2 separate regions of the Hordeum vulgare genome follow, and region 1 is linked to region 2. Evidence: chromatin contacts called from public Hi-C data. All regions are on one chromosome and are shown on one strand. The core of a region is the stretch at or near the end of the contact, and the rest is flanking DNA. Distances in the headings are between cores, read along the strand shown.

The links. Hi-C and Micro-C count contacts between places; a contact is called where the count stands out from the background.
Region 1: a contact with region 2 is called in a Hi-C map of leaf, with 5 times the contacts expected there. The contact joins the promoter of LOC123452609 here to the promoter of LOC123452607 in region 2. A contact is called at or near these places in 3 of 6 Hi-C or Micro-C datasets (leaf and seedling) and 1 of 1 datasets of contacts at active chromatin or transcription factors (embryo).

The regions. Positions count from the first base shown.
Region 1 is chr5H:543,297,818-543,302,841 of MorexV3_pseudomolecules_assembly, forward strand. It overlaps LOC123452609 (probable glutamate carboxypeptidase PLA3), which reads left to right and starts at 2,595. Exons shown (of 10, transcript XM_045129292.1): 1 at 2,595-3,554; 2 at 4,766-5,008. The coding sequence starts at 2,610.
Region 2 is chr5H:543,068,059-543,073,021 of MorexV3_pseudomolecules_assembly, forward strand. LOC123452607 (myosin-binding protein 7-like) reads right to left here and starts at 2,990. Exons shown (of 3, transcript XM_045129286.1): 1 at 1,561-2,990. The coding sequence starts at 2,505.

The DNA of each region.
Region 1 (5,024 bases), core at 1,345-3,844, 230 kb after region 2:
AGCTCCGACGAGCTTATTTTGGACCCTATGAATATTAGTATTATTGTTTTTTCCTTGAGTGTCATGGATGCGTAAGGAACTTTTGCTAATTTCGTTAAAAGATAGTAAGAAATCCCTTAATTTTAGAGTGCAAAGAAATGCATTTTTCAATAGAACCGCAAAAGTGAATTCGATACCAATCACTATGCATTCAAAACAAATCACTCGTTGATTACGGGAAGCTGATAACAAGATGCAATACTCAAACATGAAAGGAGTGACTGCCCTTAAATTAAACCTCAACGTAGCTACACCAAGCAAAATGGCACACATTATCGACATCATGCACAAGATCCACACAACACGACACATAGTGCTGACTACTTCCTCCGTTCTTAAATATAAGTCTTTTTAGATATTTCAATTTGTGGAGGAAGTAGTCAGCACTATTTTTAGGGTTTACGAACACGACACATAGTGCTGACTACTTCCTCCATATGTATTAGGGTTTAGGGTTTAGGAATGGTTCAATAGTGTAATCTTTAAGAAGATTTATATTTAGGAACGTAGGAAGTATATCATATGGATTGTGGATTTTTTTTAATATGCCGAGAGGGGGGAGGTGATCTCCACTTGTATATTGATCTCCGTTCAAAAAGAAATTGAATTAATTTATGTGGAGAAATAAGTCCGAAACCATGATTCAGTTTGCATGCGAAACCGAATCAAAAACCTTAACAGCTCGAAAGCCAATACAACTTTACCAACACAAAAACACCGATACAATATAGTTATAACGTAGTGCAGTGCTAATATGCCATGCAGATGTACATCCTAACATAAGCAAATATAAATGAATTAATTTGTGATCGGATAGTTAGAAAAACAGTGATATACCTTGTTCATAAAAAATAAATTAAAAACATTGATACTTATATTATTTTAAATTTATTTCAGATCTTTGGACGATGTGTGTTCAGTAGAAGAAGACAATTTCATCAACTATGTTTACAAAGATGTACGTTCATTTATAAGGATAGGGAGTGTACCGTGTTAAGACACACACAAACAAATATAACTAGGAGCAAATATAAATATTTTTTTGCGGGGAACAAATATAAGTATAACTAGCAAAAGGGCCCATGCGTTGCAACGGGAGAAAGAAATACCACACGACACACGCTCTTAATTTATAAAAAATGTCTATAATTTCAGAATTTATAGTTACGATACAAATAAAGATGGTCTTATCCTATAAAAATGCAGTTCAAAATTTCACAGGTCTTCTATTTTAACACGGCTTGTATGTAGATTTAATATGTACAAAGAATCAGTCAAGTGACCTTCAGTTTCATCTCTAATCCTGATTTTGTTGACGTGTTCATTCCCAACCCGGATGAGTACCGGTATGAAAGAAAGACGAATAATGACTTATTTATTAAGATTGCACCCTAGATAGTATTTTTATTAAACGTTTAACAGATAAAATAATATCATATTTAAATTCTACATATTTTTCTAATCAAATTCCATGTATAATATGTTAAATTTGAAGTTACGGTTTAAAAGATATGAGTATTTAAAAAAAATATTTAATATATACTACGAGTTTAATGTCATAAACAGTAAGGGCTTTTTTGTAAAATCACCTCGATGGGTTTTCCGACAGAAGCTATAGCCTCTTTATTATTAGGTAAAGATTCATTCAGCTACTGTGTATCCGCAGCTCACTGAGACCATAACTGTGTCTCAGCCTTTGATACTTATATTATTCTAAATTTATTTCAGATCTTTGAACGATGTGTGTTCAGTAGAAGAAGACAATTCCATCAACTACATTTACAAAGATGTACGTTCATTTATAAGGATAGGGAGGGACTTCAACTGTACCGTGTTAAGACACACACAAACAAATATAACTAGGAGCAAATATAAATATTTTTTTGCGGGGAACAAATATAAGTATAATAGGAGTAAACAACATGAGACACCGGATTAAACAGAGCAGTAAACGACAACTGCTCACTTGGCAGTCTCTGCTAGCTAGAGTCCCATCCCAAGTGATGAGTGACATAAAGCTCCATCAAACACGTCCCATTCTTCCATCCAGGCAAGGAGCGAGAGAAAATCCGGCAGTCCAAACGCACCGATCCGCCACAGCCCACAGCCCACAGGTGCGCCGGTCCCTGTCCTCTGCCTGTGGCCGGCCTTTCTCGGCAGTCGGCACGTCGCAAATACGGAGCGCTGGTGGGTGGAGGTGCGCCGCGCACCGCCCCAGCCCGCCAATCAGCGCGACGCAGCCGGCCCCGCCGCCGGCACTTGCTGCCTCCCAGTGGAAGCTCACCCCCGGGACCCCGCTCCCTCGGCTCGTAGTAAAGCCTAGTACTCGTACATGCAGCGTACAGCGTGCAGAAACGGCAATGGCGAGACGCGAGAGCGAGCATGCCATGCTGCGCATCTTCCCAAATCCCATCCATAACGTACGTATAGGACCGTGGTAGAGTAGAGTACACAGTACAGCGTGCTACGCACTAAACTTGGTAACGGCCACCTTTCCATGGCCGTAAAAGCCGCGCACGGGTGGTGGGCGCGCTGACACTCCGAGCCCCCACGCGCCCAGCCGCCGCGAAATGCCGCACCCCTCCTCGTCGCCTTCCTCGCCGCCGCAGCCGCTCCGCCTCGCGCGCGTCCTCCTGCCCTTCGGCCTGCTGCTCCTCGTCTCCCTTCTCGTGCTCCACGGCCGCCCGCCGGGGGCCCGCTCCGGCGCCGACCCCGCCGCGCTGTTCCTCTCGCTCTCCCCCGGGGCCAACGCCAGCATCGCCGCCGACCTGCGCGCGCTCACGGCCGGGCCGCACCTCGCGGGGACGCCCGGGGCGGCGGGCGTGGCCGCGCACGTGCACGCGCGGTTCCGCGCCGCGGGACTCCGCACGCTCACCCGCGAGTACGCGCCGCTGCTCTCGTACCGGGCGCACGCCTCCCTCGCGCTGCTCGCCGCCGACCGCTCCCTGCTGGCGCGCCTCTCGACTGACGAGCCCGCGGACCCGGGCCGCCGCGTCGTGCGGCCCTACCACGCGTACGCTCCCTCCGGCGCGGCCGTGGCCGAGGCGGTGTTCGTCAACCTGGGCCGCGAGGAGGACCTCGCCGCGCTCGACCGGCTCGGGGTGTCCCTCCGCGGCCGCGTCGCCGTTGCAATCCGCGGGGGCGGGTACCGCGGCGGGGTGGTGGCACGCGCCGCGGGGAAGGGCGCCGTCGCAGTGCTCATCGCCGGCCACGCGGACGGCGGCGTCGAGAGGGGAGCGGTCCTGCTCGGCGGCCCCGGCGACCCGCTCACGCCCGGCTGGGCCGCGGCCGACGGCGCGGAGCGGCTAGGGTTTGACCACGAGGCGGTCAGGCGGCGGTTCCCGACGATCCCGTCCATGCCGGTCTCGGCCGACACGGCCGCGGCCATCGTGCGGAGCCTGGGCGGGCCGGCCTTGCCGCCGGAGTGGCGCGCGGGGCTCGGGCTCGGGCTCGGGCTGGAGGGCCACGCCGGCGGCGTCGGACCAGGCCCCACGTTGGTCAACTTCACCTATCAAGTACGTATACATATCCACAACTCGTTTGGTATTTTGCTGTCCCCATGTACAGGACAAGAAGGACGCAAAAGCTGGGAATTCCGTGGACTAGTGCTCTGACTGACCGCCTCAAATCCTGAATTTTGGGGTTTCCATAGATAGTCTGTTTATTTGATCCATGTTTTGAGGTTGAATTACAGTGACCCATGTCGTTGTCGACTCAATTATTTTGGTTCCAGTGGTCCTCTTGCATCTTTTCATCCTTTTCCATGGTGAGCAAGACTCTGCCAAATAGCGGCTCTGTTTGGTGTTTAGTGCGCCACCAGGTAGTTTTTGCTGCCTGCTTGGACAGACCGGGTGGCTTTCTGAAGATTTTACTGTTACGGATACAGGGTGAAGGGGCCTGCATCTTGGATCCTACCTTTTGCTATGCACTCCTTCACTTTATTCACGAAAGGCAGATAATTTTGCAGTCCTTGTTGCACAATGCAGGCGTGGCTGTGATGAATTAAGATGTGTTTCACTGTCTGCCCACATTTTTCACACCTTTGCTCTCCTGCATTCGCAAGACACTAACTGTTCCCAGTGTATAGCATTGTACTTTTTTGCTTCCCTTTCTAATGGTTGCATAACATCCTTAGTCCCTTCGCGCTCTCAAAATAAGGATTGTAATTTGTGAAGGGAGATTTTTTTTTTTTGGCAATATCGCGAAGTAATTTGAGTATGAAAAATGACAGAACATTTGGGTTGTAAGTGCTACACACGCTTCTTTGGGTGACTTTGTTCTATTGCTGTACACCGCTTTGTCATTATTCGGGTGTGGACCAGGTGATTTGAGTATTTTTTTTTGAACGAAAGGGGTTTCCCCCCTGCCCCATTTTTATTCAAAACGAAGCAAACAGAGTCTTACATAACATCAAACCAGCTAGGACGAAAACAACCAAACGACTACATCAAACACACTTAGGCAAACTCAGGGAGTGCAGCTTAACAAATAGCGCATAAGCAAGCATAAGTCTTTTCATTACAGACAGAAATAAAGCATTTCAGGGTGATTTGAGTATTGGACAAACAAAAGGCCACATAATTATCGTGCATTCATACGTATTTTCTTTTCTTTAGAGCTTTGCATTCTTGCATGCCCTGTCAAGTAGTTGTACTTTATAGACAACATTCAAGCTCATGGTGGCTTTAAATTCTTAAAAAACGGTCTTCTCATTTCTGTTTTCAAGGAGGACAGGAAGATGGCTACGATAAAGGATATTTTTGCCATCATAAAAGGATACCAAGAACCCGATCGCTATGTGATCCTTGGGAACCACCGAGATGCATGGACTTATGGAGCAGTTGATCCTAATAGTGGGACGGCTGCGCTTCTTGATGTTGCTTGCCGTCTTGGAATAATGCTGCGGTCAGGTTGGACACCACGGAGGACTATCATTCTTAGTAGTTGGGACGCTGAAGAGTTTGGAATGGTAAGTCTGTATCGAC
Region 2 (4,963 bases), core at 1,740-4,239:
AATTTCTCAAGGATGAGAACAGTGGCGATGTTATGGAACACCAAACTACTCAAGGATGGACATGAAAAATCCAAATGGAATTAGCAAAGGCAGTTGAACAACAAACAAATACTCCGTATTATATAATGGTTTCCTTTTCCAAGTTACAGCTCCAAATAAAGTAACCGAAAAACAGAACAGCCATATCATGCAACATACTATATTTTAAGTGACATTGTATCTTAGTACTACCATGTCTAGCATGCCTGCAGGTTGCAGCACACTGCATTTTCACATAACGAATAGATGAAAGGATAACAAGAAAGGAGTTCAGCCTGTAGTTGTGAATAATTATTAGCTGAAGTATTGTTAGCATTTGAGATAACTTTGGTAAATGAACTCTATTCACTTCACAAATTTGTTTATCCATAATCATCAGAACAAATGAAAGCATTTTCATGTAAAGTACTCCCTCCGTCCCAAAATTCTTGTCTTAGTTTTGTATAGAAATGAGTGTATCTAAATACTAAAGCGTGACTAGATACATTCATATCTAGACAAATCTAAGACAAGAATTTTGGGACGGAGGGAGTAATTGTCATTTAAATTTCGGTTATTATTGGCGAGAATGTATTTCTACTGAAGTGTATTATATGCATACAAGGGAGAATAATATAATTTCTGTGACACACCATTTAGGCATCTCAAGCAACAGTTTTGTACTAGAAACATTGAGGATGGTATATTAACTTTGACCAAACACACACCATATTGATATAAAAAATATATCACAGTAATGTCATTTATCTAGTTTTATCTACCACGCAGCCATACTTGCAAAATCCCATTAAATCTAGGCCACCACCAAAATATTCCACTAATATATTAATCACATGCAATGCAACTATTTTACAAATGTGCGACTCTCCGGTGTACTAAAATTAGCACCTTAAGCGCATAGTGCTAATGCATTCTCCCAAATGTATGAAGTAACTAAAAATGAATCCACCAGATGAGAAGTGCTTTTCTGCTCAGTCACTAAATTGTCAACTCAAAGTTTGAACAAACATCAAGTTTGTGTTAACAACAAAGAGCACACAAGCTGATAATCACACCTACCAAGCAAGTTCATGCACTCAATCTAGCTGCAAATGTTGAATCGCTTATAAACACATCAGATGGCATCAACTTAATAAAGAAACAATGGCAAATAATCAGCACCCTGCAAATAGTTCAGAGTACTAACTGGTACCTTGCTGCTTCAATTCAAAAGAAATAAAAAATTCAGTTCGTTTTACAAAGTATAAGAAATGTCAAAATTCTGATTCAGTTCCGCACCCAGCCGAGATATGCAATGCATTTCATGCTAAGCAGAACCAAAATCCCCCAAACTAAATCCATCAATCACATGCGGCGCAACTAAATTCGACAAATGTGCCAGGCTCCAAATTTAGCACCAAAACCTTTAACTAACAAAACAATACCTGATGAGATTACCAAATGCACGGATGATGTTTGCTAATGCATAATGAAATTACAAGCTTACTAATAATGACCAATGTTGAGCGAACTCGATTATACCTTGCAAATTCCCAACGCCGAGAATCTCTTGGCCGGGACAAGAGCCTGCTTAGCAATGCTTTTCTTCTCAGAAACCACTTCCCAGCAGAGTCGGCGAGCCATCTCCCTTGCCATGACCAACTGTGCTCTCTCCGCCCGCAGCGCCGCAATCTCTCTATGCATTGCCGCTCTGTCCGCCTCCAGCGCCTCCACCCTCGCATACAAACCCCCTGCATTGCCTGCTACATCCCCGACGTACTCCCCCACCACGGCAACGGCCGCCATCGTCGGGCTCGCGCACCTGACATCCACCGTGTACTCAAACTCTTTCTCGACAGGGGTAGTGGACTGCTCTTGCTCTTGCTCCTCGACCATGGCTTTCACCTCCATGCCATTAGCACTGGCGATTAAAAGGTCGGCGCCGTCCCCCTCGGCCTCGGGCGCGACCAGATCGATCTGGTCCGCGTGGCCGCGCTGCTCCTCGTAGAGCTCCTCGTCCTCCTCGTCGGAGAAGGTGTCGGGGTCGATCCCGTGGGACTGGAGGCGGGAGTGGTAGGAGGCGGCGAGGTCGGAGAGGGAGGCGAGCTCCTCCTGCACCTCGCGCTCGTGGTCGGCGCGGCCCTCGGCGTAGCGGCGGAACTGGCGGGCCTCCATCTGGGCCGCGGCCTTCTCGCGCTGCAGGCGCTCGATCATGAGCATGGCCTCGCTGGCCGCCGTCTCGGCCGAGGCCCGCTCGGCCTCCAGCTCGCCCTGCAGGCCCAGCGCCGACTCCTCGGCCGCCTCCTTCTCCATCGCCAGCCGCCTCGCCTCCGCCTCCAGCTCCTCCACCCGGCGGAGCAGCTCCGCCGGGCCCGCGCCCGCCCTCGGCGACGGCTCCGGGGAGCCCGCGGGCGGCGGGCGGCGCTTCACCGAGCGGCGCTGCTCCTGCGGGGAGCAGGACGAGGAGGGGAGGGCGAGCTGGTCCATGGGGGAAGCATGTATGTGCCCCGCCCCCGCGGGATCCGCCGATCCCCAGCCCCGGATCCCGCCCCCCGCCGCCGGTGGCGTCACCGCGGCCGCCGTGGGTGGGACCGGACGGCCGGCGAAGGTCCCTTTCGACGGGCAAGTGGAGGGGAAAGGCGGGCAGTGGTGGGGTGGCGTGAGTTGGACGCGACGCGAGCTGAGATGAGCTGAGCTAGGCTGGAATAGGCCAGCGGCAGCGACAGCGCTCAATAATTCGTCCGATCGGGGATGAAATGATCCGGATAGTGGTGGCGGCAGATTAGATTAAGGCAGCTGGGAATAAACAGGTGGGCGGCAGCGGCATCATCGTCGCATCACGCCGGTGAGCTTTCCACGTCGCCCGCGCGGAAAGACACCGTAAAAAGAATGAAGCCGCCGTCGCTCACGATTTGATTTGATTTAATCTAGAGTGAGTGAGAAGAAGAGCAGGAGGAAGAGGAAAGATAAAAGGCGCGCGCTGCCTTGTGGATCGTGCAGTTGTGGGCGTCGCCGGCTTGTGGACCGTGTGGTGTTTCTCTCGACGACAACAGAAAAGTAACTTCTCCCAGAAAAAATATAAGCAACAAGAAAGGAACTTCTTTTTGGAATCACAAAAATGGAACTTGGAGTTGTGTGATTCGGGCCAGTGGCATATATGGCCGCACTGCTACGACGTGCGCCGCCACTAACCGTGGGAATCGTGCAGAGGGTGTTCGTCGACGATGTGCCGCCACTCCTGCGGATTCTTTCTATTTATTTTGAGATTGAGATGCACTGCTACGGCTTTTATTACGTGTTGCGAACTATCTGTCCTGGCCTGGCCACACGATTTTTATTTTTTTGTTGTTCGCCGGAAACAGGTTAGGTCGACGGAAAGAAATGGCACGGGCAGCGCCGCGGCGGCGGCTGCCGGCAGCTCACGTTTCCTGATCCGGCCATTCGGGTCAAGGTTCGGTCCTCAAGGGCAGGGGTCAATGGTAAAAGAGAGGTAGAGCCGCAGAGGTCAATGGCGTAGCCTGTGGGACAAGTACGGACATGGCTCGTGGCGTCATTGGACGTGCACGTGAAAGTTTAGCGAGATCGGTGGTGGCTTCAGCTTCCTCGTGGCATGTCTTGTCCTATTTTTGTCGGCGGAGCAAGTCCTAATCATGGAGAGCGGACTTGACAAACGCGATCCTTCAAACGATCATAGATGTATCCAATCAATGATTAAATGTGTTTATTTTAAACTTTTTTTCGTCTGTATAGTCATATTTTTTATTTATTTTTTCATATGTTCATTCATTTTATTTCAACCGGTCAACCTAGATCCATTCGATTTGCACTCGCGTAGCCGTCAGATCTCCCCCTTCTCTTTTGCATCCCATCTTCAACCTCCCACAAGGAAGAAAGAGAGAAAAAGGAGGGTGTCACCCACGCACACGCTACACCCCACGCCTCGCCTCCTCATCTTCTCTCACCGTCGGTCATCCCTGGTTGACGCCCCCTCGTCGTCGGTCCCAGCTCCGCAACGATGCATGTAGCAAAATATCGTTGAAGCTTTTTCTGTTGAAACATTTTTCATATACCGTTGAAATATTTTTCATATATCGTTGCAACTTTTTTTGTCAACTATTGCAACAAAAACGAGCATGGTTTCGCCTTCACGGGTCGAAGCTCAGCCGTGATGGATGTAGCAAAACGTTATGCAGGTTGTAGCAAAATGAAACACCAATTGTAGCAAAAATTGCGAAGCCATGTGCGATGTAGCACAATGCGACACCGGTGGTAGCAAAATACAGTGCCCGTTGTAGCAAATTTCAATGCCGATTGAAGCATGTAGTAAATTACGCCTTCGGTCATGGATGCAACTTCGCCGGCCATGCCCATTGCAGCTCCATTCACCATGGAGCAGTTGAGAGAGGGGAAATCGAGGGGAGGACACTGGTTCGGTGGTAGTCTTCGAGGGTGCTCGTCGGAGAAGAAGACGGGGAGCAGAAAGGAAACCATGTCAGAAAGTCACCAAGTTATTCAGGGTACAGTGGAACAACCATTTAGAGGATGAGGCTACTTGGGAAAGGGAGGACTTCTTGAGAAAGGAACAACCACCACTGCTTGAGGACTATCTAAAATCTCGGGGACGAGATTTTTCTTAAGGGGGTAGGTGTTGTAACATCCTTAAATTTTTAATTTGGTTTTTCCCTGACCTCATTATTTTGAATCAAGAACAATTGCTTCTTTTGGAAAGGGTCTTTGGGATCTTTTGAAAAATTCTCTCTTGAGAAAATCTTTTAAAGTTATCCAATAGCAACTCTTGTTGGAGGAATTTCTCCTAGTATGTCCTTGCTAAAAGTTTTGACTCAAAGAAAACCTTTATGTCATTTTAAATTCATATTAAAGGAATAGCCAAGCTTTTACCAAACCTACTCTACTTCAAAAATTTGGTTATCTCCACCCTCCTCTG